Linked DNA regions of Bos taurus: region 2 is linked to region 1. The links are chromatin contacts, called in public Hi-C maps. All regions are on one chromosome and are shown on one strand. Each heading gives the region's core, a stretch centred on a gene start, on an enhancer-like site or on the middle of the called end of the contact. The rest is flanking DNA. Distances are from core to core; before and after follow the strand shown.

Evidence for each region. A called contact is a pair of places that touch in the nucleus more often than the background predicts.
Region 2: a contact with region 1 is called in a Hi-C map of an unstated tissue, with 4 times the contacts expected there. The contact joins two enhancer-like sites. A contact is called at or near these places in 2 of 11 Hi-C or Micro-C datasets (skeletal muscle and an unstated tissue).

What each region holds. Positions count from the first base shown.
Region 1 is chr13:62,930,609-62,935,123 of ARS-UCD2.0, reverse strand. No RefSeq gene overlaps it. Among named protein-coding and RNA genes, the nearest start is that of SNTA1, 18 kb to the right of the region's middle. Within about 2 kb of position 2,598, at least 26 of the 102 cell types and tissues checked have an H3K27ac peak or open chromatin away from gene starts, as enhancers often do.
Region 2 is chr13:63,097,839-63,102,219 of ARS-UCD2.0, reverse strand. It overlaps CBFA2T2 (CBFA2/RUNX1 partner transcriptional co-repressor 2), which reads right to left. Exons shown (of 12, transcript XR_003037873.2): 11 at 1,140-1,306; 12 at 494-959. It also overlaps the pseudogene LOC785968. Among named protein-coding and RNA genes, the nearest start is that of C13H20orf144, 14 kb to the left of the region's middle. Within about 2 kb of position 3,104, at least 12 of the 102 cell types and tissues checked have an H3K27ac peak or open chromatin away from gene starts, as enhancers often do.

The DNA.
Region 1 (4,515 bases), core at 1,349-3,848:
ACGTAGATGGGTGGGATGGGAGGTGGGGGGAGTGGGAGAAAGGTCCAAGAGGGAGGGGATATGTGTATACATATAACTGATTCACTTCATTGTACAGCAGAAAATAACACAACATTGTAAAGCAATTATTCTCAAAAAAGGAAAAAAGAGCCACACACCTCTACAACTGAAAATTATTAAATTGGTAAATTTCATGTTTTATATGTTTTACTAGAATTTTTTTAAAGAGTAAGCTTTTGACCAGTAGACAGTTAAAAAAAAAAAAGAACAATTTTTGGAAATGAAATGATCACATGAGTACCTATTTCCCCAAATAATCAAGTACTACCATTTTAAACAAGTTTTTTCAAATTTTTTTATTTTCGTTTTTTACAGAAGTGATAAAACAGTAGAGCTTCCATTCCATTGCATTCCTCTACTCCTCTATCCCACTGCCCTTCCTGCCCTCCACGGGGGAGTTTGGTTTTCATAAATGCCTTGAGTCTGGGTTTCCACAAGCACCATGCATTGTTTATAATTGTACTCCTTTTTATGAGTTGTCCTCAAATCATACACAATATTATTTGTGTGTTTTAAAAGTGTTATGTAATTTGTCACATTGTTTGCCACATCTTGCTGCAACTTGAATTTTTCACCTTATCTTTTTCAAGATCCATCCATTTCTAGTTCAATTTCTTTACCTGTAGTAATTGTGTCATATAAAGAGACCACATTTTATTTGTCTATTGTCAACTTCTCTAGAAAGACCACCAGGAAAATCTGTTGCTCTTAGGTAAAATTGAGTTAATGAAATCTGTTGCAGCAAGGGCAGTGAGTTTCCCGTGGGCTCAGCAGTCAAGAATATGCCTGCCAATGCAGGAGACTCAGGTTCCATCCCTGGGTTGGAAGATCTCCTGAAGAAGGAAATGGTAACCCACCACAGTGTTCTTGCCTGGAAAATCCCATGGTCAGAGGAGCCTGGTGGGCTACAGTCCACGGGGTTGCAAAGGAGCTGAACACGACTTAGTGACTAAATAACAGTAAGGGGGAGCAGTATCTCCAGGGAGTCTTAGTGCCTCAAAAAAAGGGTGATCAGGGAAGAACACTTATAGGGTTATTTATAGCTTATGTGATTTTAGTTTCCTGACTAGGGATTGAATCTCAGCCCTCAGCAGTGAGAGCAAGGAGTCCTAACCATTGGACCACCAGGGAATTCCCAAGTAGAAGTCTTTTAAAGCAGAAAACTGGCTGCGATTGTGCAAAGTTTGTGACAAAACAGTTTGGAGTTGGTGGACACCTGAGAAGAGGTTCTTGAAACTTCGACAAATGAACTGACGTCTGATAAGAGAGGTATTTGCCAAGGTGAGCAAACTTTGCCCAAACAAACTGGTTAGCAAGAATTTCCTGAGGCAAATAGCAAAGTTATTTACTGGTTTACAGTCTTATCTTTCTGGGCAAGAATTTCCTGGAACAAATGGTCAAGTCCTGTTGACATAGGGGGACCTCAGTTCTCAGACCCAATAACTGAGTAACAGTGAGGAAATGATCTAGGTTCTTATACACTAAGTCTCCTACCTAAGAACAAGTTCCTTTCAGGAAGCACATTCATGAGTCCAATTTGTCAGTCCAACAGAGTTAGCCTAGGTACCCAACTAACGCCATTGGTTATATAGTACTACTCTGTAATAGGTTTATAATACTTTTTACACAAATAATATCTAACAAACCAACACACACACACAAATAAACATTTTAAATCTTATAGTACAGTATCTTGAAAAGTACAGTAGTACCGAACAACAGCTAGCATATCAGGGCTGGCATCGAGTGAGCAGGCAAGAAGAGTGACTGACTGGAGGATGGAGAGGAGGTGGGAGATGTTAGAATGGAAGGGTCATCAACAATAGGAGACAGAGGGCAACCTGCAGTTTCACTCACGCCTGACGTTGATGCAATGCACATTTGCTATCTTTGAAAGTTCGAAACTTGAAGGTTCATATGTGGGGGACTTACCAGAACCTATTGATGGGTGTTTGGGTTATTGCCAGTGTTCAGCTATTACACATGGTGTTGCAATGACATCTTGAGCATACGGGTGAGAGTTTCTCTGGAGTCCTTACCTAGAAGAGGAATTGCTAGGTAGCTAGATATGAGCGTTTGCAACTTTCCTAGAGTCTGTGTTCTTTCTAACCCACCTCCCTGACTTCAGAAGAGGAAAATCTCCCTCCGAGACCACCAGAGCAGAAGGCAGGAACTGCCAGGGCTTTGCCCACACTGGCTGCCTGCCCACCTGCCTGCCTGCCCTCCCTTGTTCTAGCAGATTAACAGTGACCTGTGACCCTGACAGGCTGGCCACACTCCCGGCCAATTCCAGCCTGTCGAAAGGAGTCCCCAGGGGTAGTCAGGGCTCGGGGATATGTTGGCCAGATGGGCCTGGGAGGTCTTGGGTTGGGTTTATCCCAGGAGGCAGAGCAGGTGGGCAGCCCCCAGCACCCCACCCCCATTTCCCCCATCATGCATCACTGGGTTGGAGCTGGAGCCAGATGGTGGGGATGGGGCAGCCTTGTAGCTTCTGGTCTGACAAAGGATCCTCTGTACTGCCTCCCTGCCCCCCCTCTCCCTGACCAGCTTGGCTAGTCTAGTCTCTGGCTGCCCAGTCATTCTCAGCCTTGGCCTGCCTTGCCCTGCATAGCTTTTCTGCTGAAACTGTCCCTCCCCCATGTGCTATTTGTGGAGGAAGTTTCCCAAGCAGTGTTCCTGGAGAGCCTTGAACTTGGAAACCCACTTACCATCCATCTGAGGGTGGGGAGATGTGACTGAGTATGGCTCTGTTTTTATAACAGGTCACCAATTCAAATATACTAAGAAGATCAAGTGCAACGGGCCATGGAGGGATTGTGGCAAACCAGTGCCTGGCCCTCAGGAGGCCCTCACTGATGGCCCCTCTGATTACTGCAGGTGGGGAAGCCGAAGCCTACAGAGGAGGGTGCTTGCAGGAGAGTCTCATGGATAGAAGAATAAGCTTGGGAGTCAGGCCTACCTGAATTAATCCAGATCTATTACTGAGAGTGAGTCCTTGGGCAGATCACCTAAACTCTCATTCCTCATCCGAAATGGGGCTAATTAAATCTTTATCATAGAGAACAGTCCTGAGGGAGAGGGAAGACAAGGCAAGGAAAGCATCTGGTACAGAGTTGGTCCTCAATACATATGAACTAAATCTCACTGTTGTCCCTGGAAACGAGGAAGAGGTTGAAGGTGCTGCTAGAGACGAGAAAGCCTCAGGGTGGGGAGAGGAGGATCCCAGAGCATCTGTAGGTGATTGATTCAGTCCTGGAGTCCTCCCCAAGGACGCCCCCAATTACACTTGCGCAACCTTTTTTTTGGCTGTGACTCTGTTTCTTTATCTGTAAAATGGGTTAAATGAGAACTGTTATCTCCTAGGAGGCTATGAGGATGAAATAAGCTATCACCTGGAAGGTTTATGAACCATATTCAGTAAGTATTCATCACTACTATTAGGAGGTTAGGAGTCACCCCTGCCTCCTCACCCAGGCTGGGTTTCAGAGGGTCTCCAAGTCAGATCTTCGGCGTAGCTGAGGGAAGGAAGGGAACAGGCTGCTCTGGATGATCAAGAGCCCTGGGTTTCCTCTGGATGCACCACTATTTTGCTGGGAGACTCTAGGCCTCTGGGGAGTGGATGGTTTGGCCTCTGCTGTTTCTCATAAGTCTGTGGTTCCAGAATAGTCTCTGATGTGGGCAAGAGCATGAAGGGAGAAGGCAGTGGGGAGGGAGGTAAGCGGAGCTGAGCCATGGGACTGCAGTCAGGCCGGCCCTCCTGAGGTCCTGCCTCCAGGAATCCATCTCCCCACACAGGGTCTGGGCATGTTTCAACTGGCTCCTTGATGCCAAGTGAAGTCTATTAATATCAAAGTAATGAGGTAATTACTGTGATTCGGAAAAATTACTAGTGAGTGCTTTTGAGGGAATTTCAGACCAGAGAGGAGGGAGAATGAAACATCTGTGTGGAGAGGAAGGAAGGGTTATTCTGGACACAGCACAAGGACGGGTGAGCTCTGAGCCCAGGGGGGCTCCCTCCACAGCTTGGAACTCTTCTTGGAGTGGGTGAAGAAGAGCTGTATGTATACATATTCCTCAGGAGGGGCAGAGAAGAGCTGTGTGTGTGTGTGTGTGTGTGTGTGTGTGTGTGTGTGTGTTGGGGAGGGGGCTGGGTGAAGAACAAATGGGGGAACCAGAGGCCAATCCCCTTTTCATAGCCTAGTCTGTAACCTCTGACCCTCATTGAAAGATCTCCACCCCCAAGTCACCCCAGTTCTGGGACCACTGGCCGGAGAAGGGTTGGGTGGGAGACTCCTGAATCAGAGAAGCTGAGAAGAGCTCAGAAGTCAAGGTTGTCCACGGATAATTCTTGGACCACAGCATCATTGTCATCTGGGAACTTGCTAAAAATGCAAATGAGTCTATGGCAGACCCACTGAATCAAAACTCTGGGTTTATTAATGGCTGAATGGGGCT
Region 2 (4,381 bases), core at 1,855-4,354, 170 kb before region 1:
ATACATCTGAGCAGGTGGCCTCACAAGCTTGACGAATGGCCTCAGCACAGATGTCCTGGAGCATCGCCCCTGCCAGGAGAGTCCAGACACTGCTGGGGTGGCTGTCCTCTCCCGGGCACCTCTGGGTCAAACCCAAGTTGTGTGCGTGTGTGCTAAGTCACTTTAGTCATGTCCGACTCTTTGCAACCCCATGGGCTGTAGCCCACCAGGCTCCTCTGTCCATGGGATTCTCCAGGCAGGAAGTGGGTTGCCAGACCCACCTCCAGGGGGTCTTCCCAACCCAGGGATCGAACCCACGTCTCCATCTCCTACATTGGCAGGCGGTTTCAACCCAGGGATCGAACCCACGTCTCCATCTCCTACATTGGCAGGCGGTTTCGTTACCACTAGCACCACCTGGGGTGAGCACTCAGTTTATTGTTCGTGCTGCTATTGCTCGTAACAGCTCATTTGCTTGGATACGAACTTTAGTTCATGGACAACTTACACTTGGTTGATATGTAATAATATGATTGTAGTTTTAATATTCTTCTCTACAGGATTTGCATTTTTGCTTCTGCCAGATCCCAGGAAATACAAACCTGGAATCATCTTAATTCTTCAGTCCAGGTATTCTTTGACCTCTGGAGTAAGGAGAATCTGACCTTAGCCCCAGGAGATAGCAGACATTAGAGGCTCTGATCAGTTTCCCCTGCTCGCCTTCTCACTGAGGCCAAAGCCAGCGCCCTGGCTTCACGGAGAGGTCCCGGTGGTTTTGTTTCATTTTGTACAGACTCAAAGCCGAGTGCCACAGTCCCTTAAACTTCTGACTTTTTGGAATTTCTTTTGCCCTCATGGAGCAGTTTTCCTCTACTGAATTACTACTGTGGTTTTAACTTAACAGTCACAGGCTTGAGATCCCCTGGGTGGTGGAGGACAGTGCTGGGCAGCTGATGAGAAAGACTGGCAGTTGGCACCATCTGCATGAAAGATCATACAGTTAAGCCCCCATCTTGCCTTCTAGGGCCAAGACAATCCTTTTCCCAACCCTGAGATCTAGTAACCAACTCCTCCCTTTGCATTTCGGGGGCCCATGAAGCTGATGGCGCCAACAAGCCTCTAGGGCGAGGCTGCTCAGTAGGAGTTCTAGGGCTACTTACTTTCCAGAAATGGATATCTGGGTGACAGGAGTGAGGCTGGGGCCAGTCGGGCCCATGGGAAATGGTCTCTGGCCAGGAAACCGGACAGCCCAAGACCTCACATGCACAGGTGTGCCTGCAGCAACCTTCATGGCTCAGCTAGTCAGGTCACCTCAGAGCCATCGGACCTGTTGGAGGCACAGCAAGCTGGTGAGCTTTCAGGGGAAGCAGTCTGGACACAGAGTCAAACACCCAAGAAATGTCCAGTTCCAGAAATCCCACTGGAAAATTACCCCAAAGAAGGAAATCATGCTTAGGAAATGTTCACTTTAGTACGTGAGGGAAAACCTGAAAGCAACCCAACTGCCCCACAGGAGGTGAGGCATTAAGGACAACCATGACCCTGAGGGAACTCTCTGGCAGTCTGGGGGTTAGGACTCCATGCTCACAGATGAGCACCGGGGTTCAGTCCCGGGTACAACTCAGATCCTCCGTGAGCCGCGTGGTGTGGCCAAATCAGACAAACAAAAACACGGCCTTGATTAGATCATACAACTAGTAAGCAAATAAACATGAAGGCAACAGTGAACTTATTTATGATTTAACATCAGTGTAAAAAGGAATATTCCCAAATCCAGGTATGTTAAAAAATGTTTAAGGAGCTTTTCCAGTAAGCGGCCTGAGGTGACCCCTAAAAATGGTGCGCTATTCACTTGACCCAGAAAATCCCACAAAATCATGCAAATCAAGAGGTTCAAATCTTCGTGTTCACTTTAAGAACACTCGTGAAACTGCCCAGGCCATAAAGGGTATGCATATCCGAAAAGCTACCAAGTATCTGAAGGATGTCACTTTAAAGAAGCAATGTGTGCCATTCCGTCATTACAACGGTGCAGCTGGTAGGTGTGCACAGGCCAAACAGTGGGGCTGGACGCAGGGTCGGTGACCCAAAAAGAGTGCTGAATTTTTACTGCACGTACTCAAAAATGCAGAGTAATGCTGAACTCACGGGCTTAGATGTAGATTCTCTGGTCATTGAGCACATCCAGGTGAACAAAGCCCCCAAGATGTGGCTCAGGACTTGCAGAGCTCACGGTCGGATCAACCCCTACATGAGCTCTCCCTGCCACATTGAGATGATCCTTATTGAAAAAGAACAGATTGTTCCTAAACCAGAAGAGGAGGTTGCACAAAGAAAAAGCTATCCCAGGAGAAACTGAAGAAACTCTTATGGCCCGGGAATAAATGCCGCAAAAAATAAGTGCAAATAAAAGTAAAAAAAAAAAAGTTTAAGGAAAGTTATTGGAAAAGAAAAAGGACCTACAGAGCCACTATCCTACTCTTCAAACGTTCTCTGGTTATTTTCCTCATTGAAAGATCACTTAATGGTGAAGGGCTGACACGGAGCTGGGAGATCTGTGTGCTGTTGTTGGCACTTGGCTTCCCACAGTTCCAGCAGCCGGAACCACCTCCTAGCAGATCGAGGAACAAGGCAGAGGGGATGTAGAAACCTGCGGGCAGGATGTCTTACACAAGTCCACGCACCACCTTCCCTCTTAATCCCATTCCAGCTTGAGTCAGAAAAGGAATATAGCCTTTTTATTGACTACTTGAAGTAGAACAAACTAAATACATATTTAACAGTTTTGGTTCATTTATACAGTACCTTAAATAAGTTATGCACAGAGTTAAGTAACAAAAGTTCCTATCAGAGTAAAATGACAAAGCACAGAAAAAAATCAACTCTACCGCATCCTGTGGGTGGTTTCACATTCATCATCCCCCTTAAAAAAACCACGCTTGGAAGCTCAGTTTTGGATTTATTTACATTATTGGCTTTCTCTGTGGATGGAGCTTTTGTAGCCTCATCAGGAACTTGGAAAGCTGTGAAAGTGGACTGAAGGCCTCTGAGCCAAACAGCACTTTCAGCCATCCGCCTAATGCTTATTGCCGCTTCTCTCTGCCAACTCCAACGCAGGCCCGGGGCTGTCCCTGCCAGCCGCCAGCCGCACATGCCCTATTTGGTATAAGCATCAATGAGTGTACACTGGGCAGTTGTGGGTCTGACCAGATGGGGTAGCAGGGGAAGCGCCATCTCTGGGGCTATGGAGGCAAAGCGGGGAGGCAAAGGCTGCCCTCAGGCCTCAACCTTCTCCTGGCTCATGATGGAAAAGGTTGCCTGCACCATCGTCTTTGGAATTGAGCACGTCAATGCACGTGGGCAAAGAGGCAGGTAGTCAACATTTTGGTTTCACAAGAACTACAGACACGCAGAGTTGGAAAGGGCCCTATTCAACAGCTTGCCCAGTAACCCCCCACCCCACCCCAGACGGAGTCCCAACAGCTGGCTGGTTGGCCCATGCTGGAACAGTCCATTTCTCTCTGGTTTTTCTTACATTTGGTTTTTCTTACTGCTACCACCCAGTTCTCTGTAAATTGATTAAGGAAAAAAAAAAAATCTAAGAAATCTGGCTTAGTCTATTGTCCTGGGAGCCTGGAAATCAGTTCTGAAGAAAGCCTCGAAGATGAGTTCTATTTTAAATGATTTACTCAATCCATAATCTCATCTACAGTTTCCAGGACAAACAGCCATGTGGTCATTATTCATGCTTTCATCCTGAAGAACTCATGACCACACAATTTTAATTGTGTTGTTGGAACTTCAAGCCCACTTGCTGAGATCTCTTCTGGAACTGCCCACAAGGTCTGCCCTTTGCAAGCAGGTGACAGACAGCACTGGGGATCCATCTGACTTTGGGACAAGGCTGTACAAAGTGAAGTGTAGATTTTCTGTCTAGAAGCTGAAGATGCTCACGTTGACACCAACAAGTGAGGAGCTCCAGGTGGAGCCACTGGTCCAGATGTGCAAAAGTCATCTACACGGCAGAGGGCCCGCAGCAGCCAGCGCCAGGCATGGACCTTTGCCAGGGTGATGGGTCTTGTTTCCAGACTAAAATCCACTGAGACACACACAGGACTCAGCACTGTCCAAGAGAAGGTGCATTTGCTCTGTGACCTCAGGGTGGCATGACTGAGCCCCATCCTGAGAGCTGCAAGGACGCCCCCAGGGGAAGCTCTCATATTCAGGAGGAGGGCTGCTCACTTCCGAGCAGGTGGAATGAACCTGAGTCTGTTTTCACCACTGGGTGGAGCAGGCAGTGGGGGCCCAGAGGATGATTGAAGCTCTGAGGATCCGGCCCTAAAGCTTCCCTCAGAACATTTAAAACAGCTCCCATGCTGGCTACTTCCGGTCTTCTCTGGCT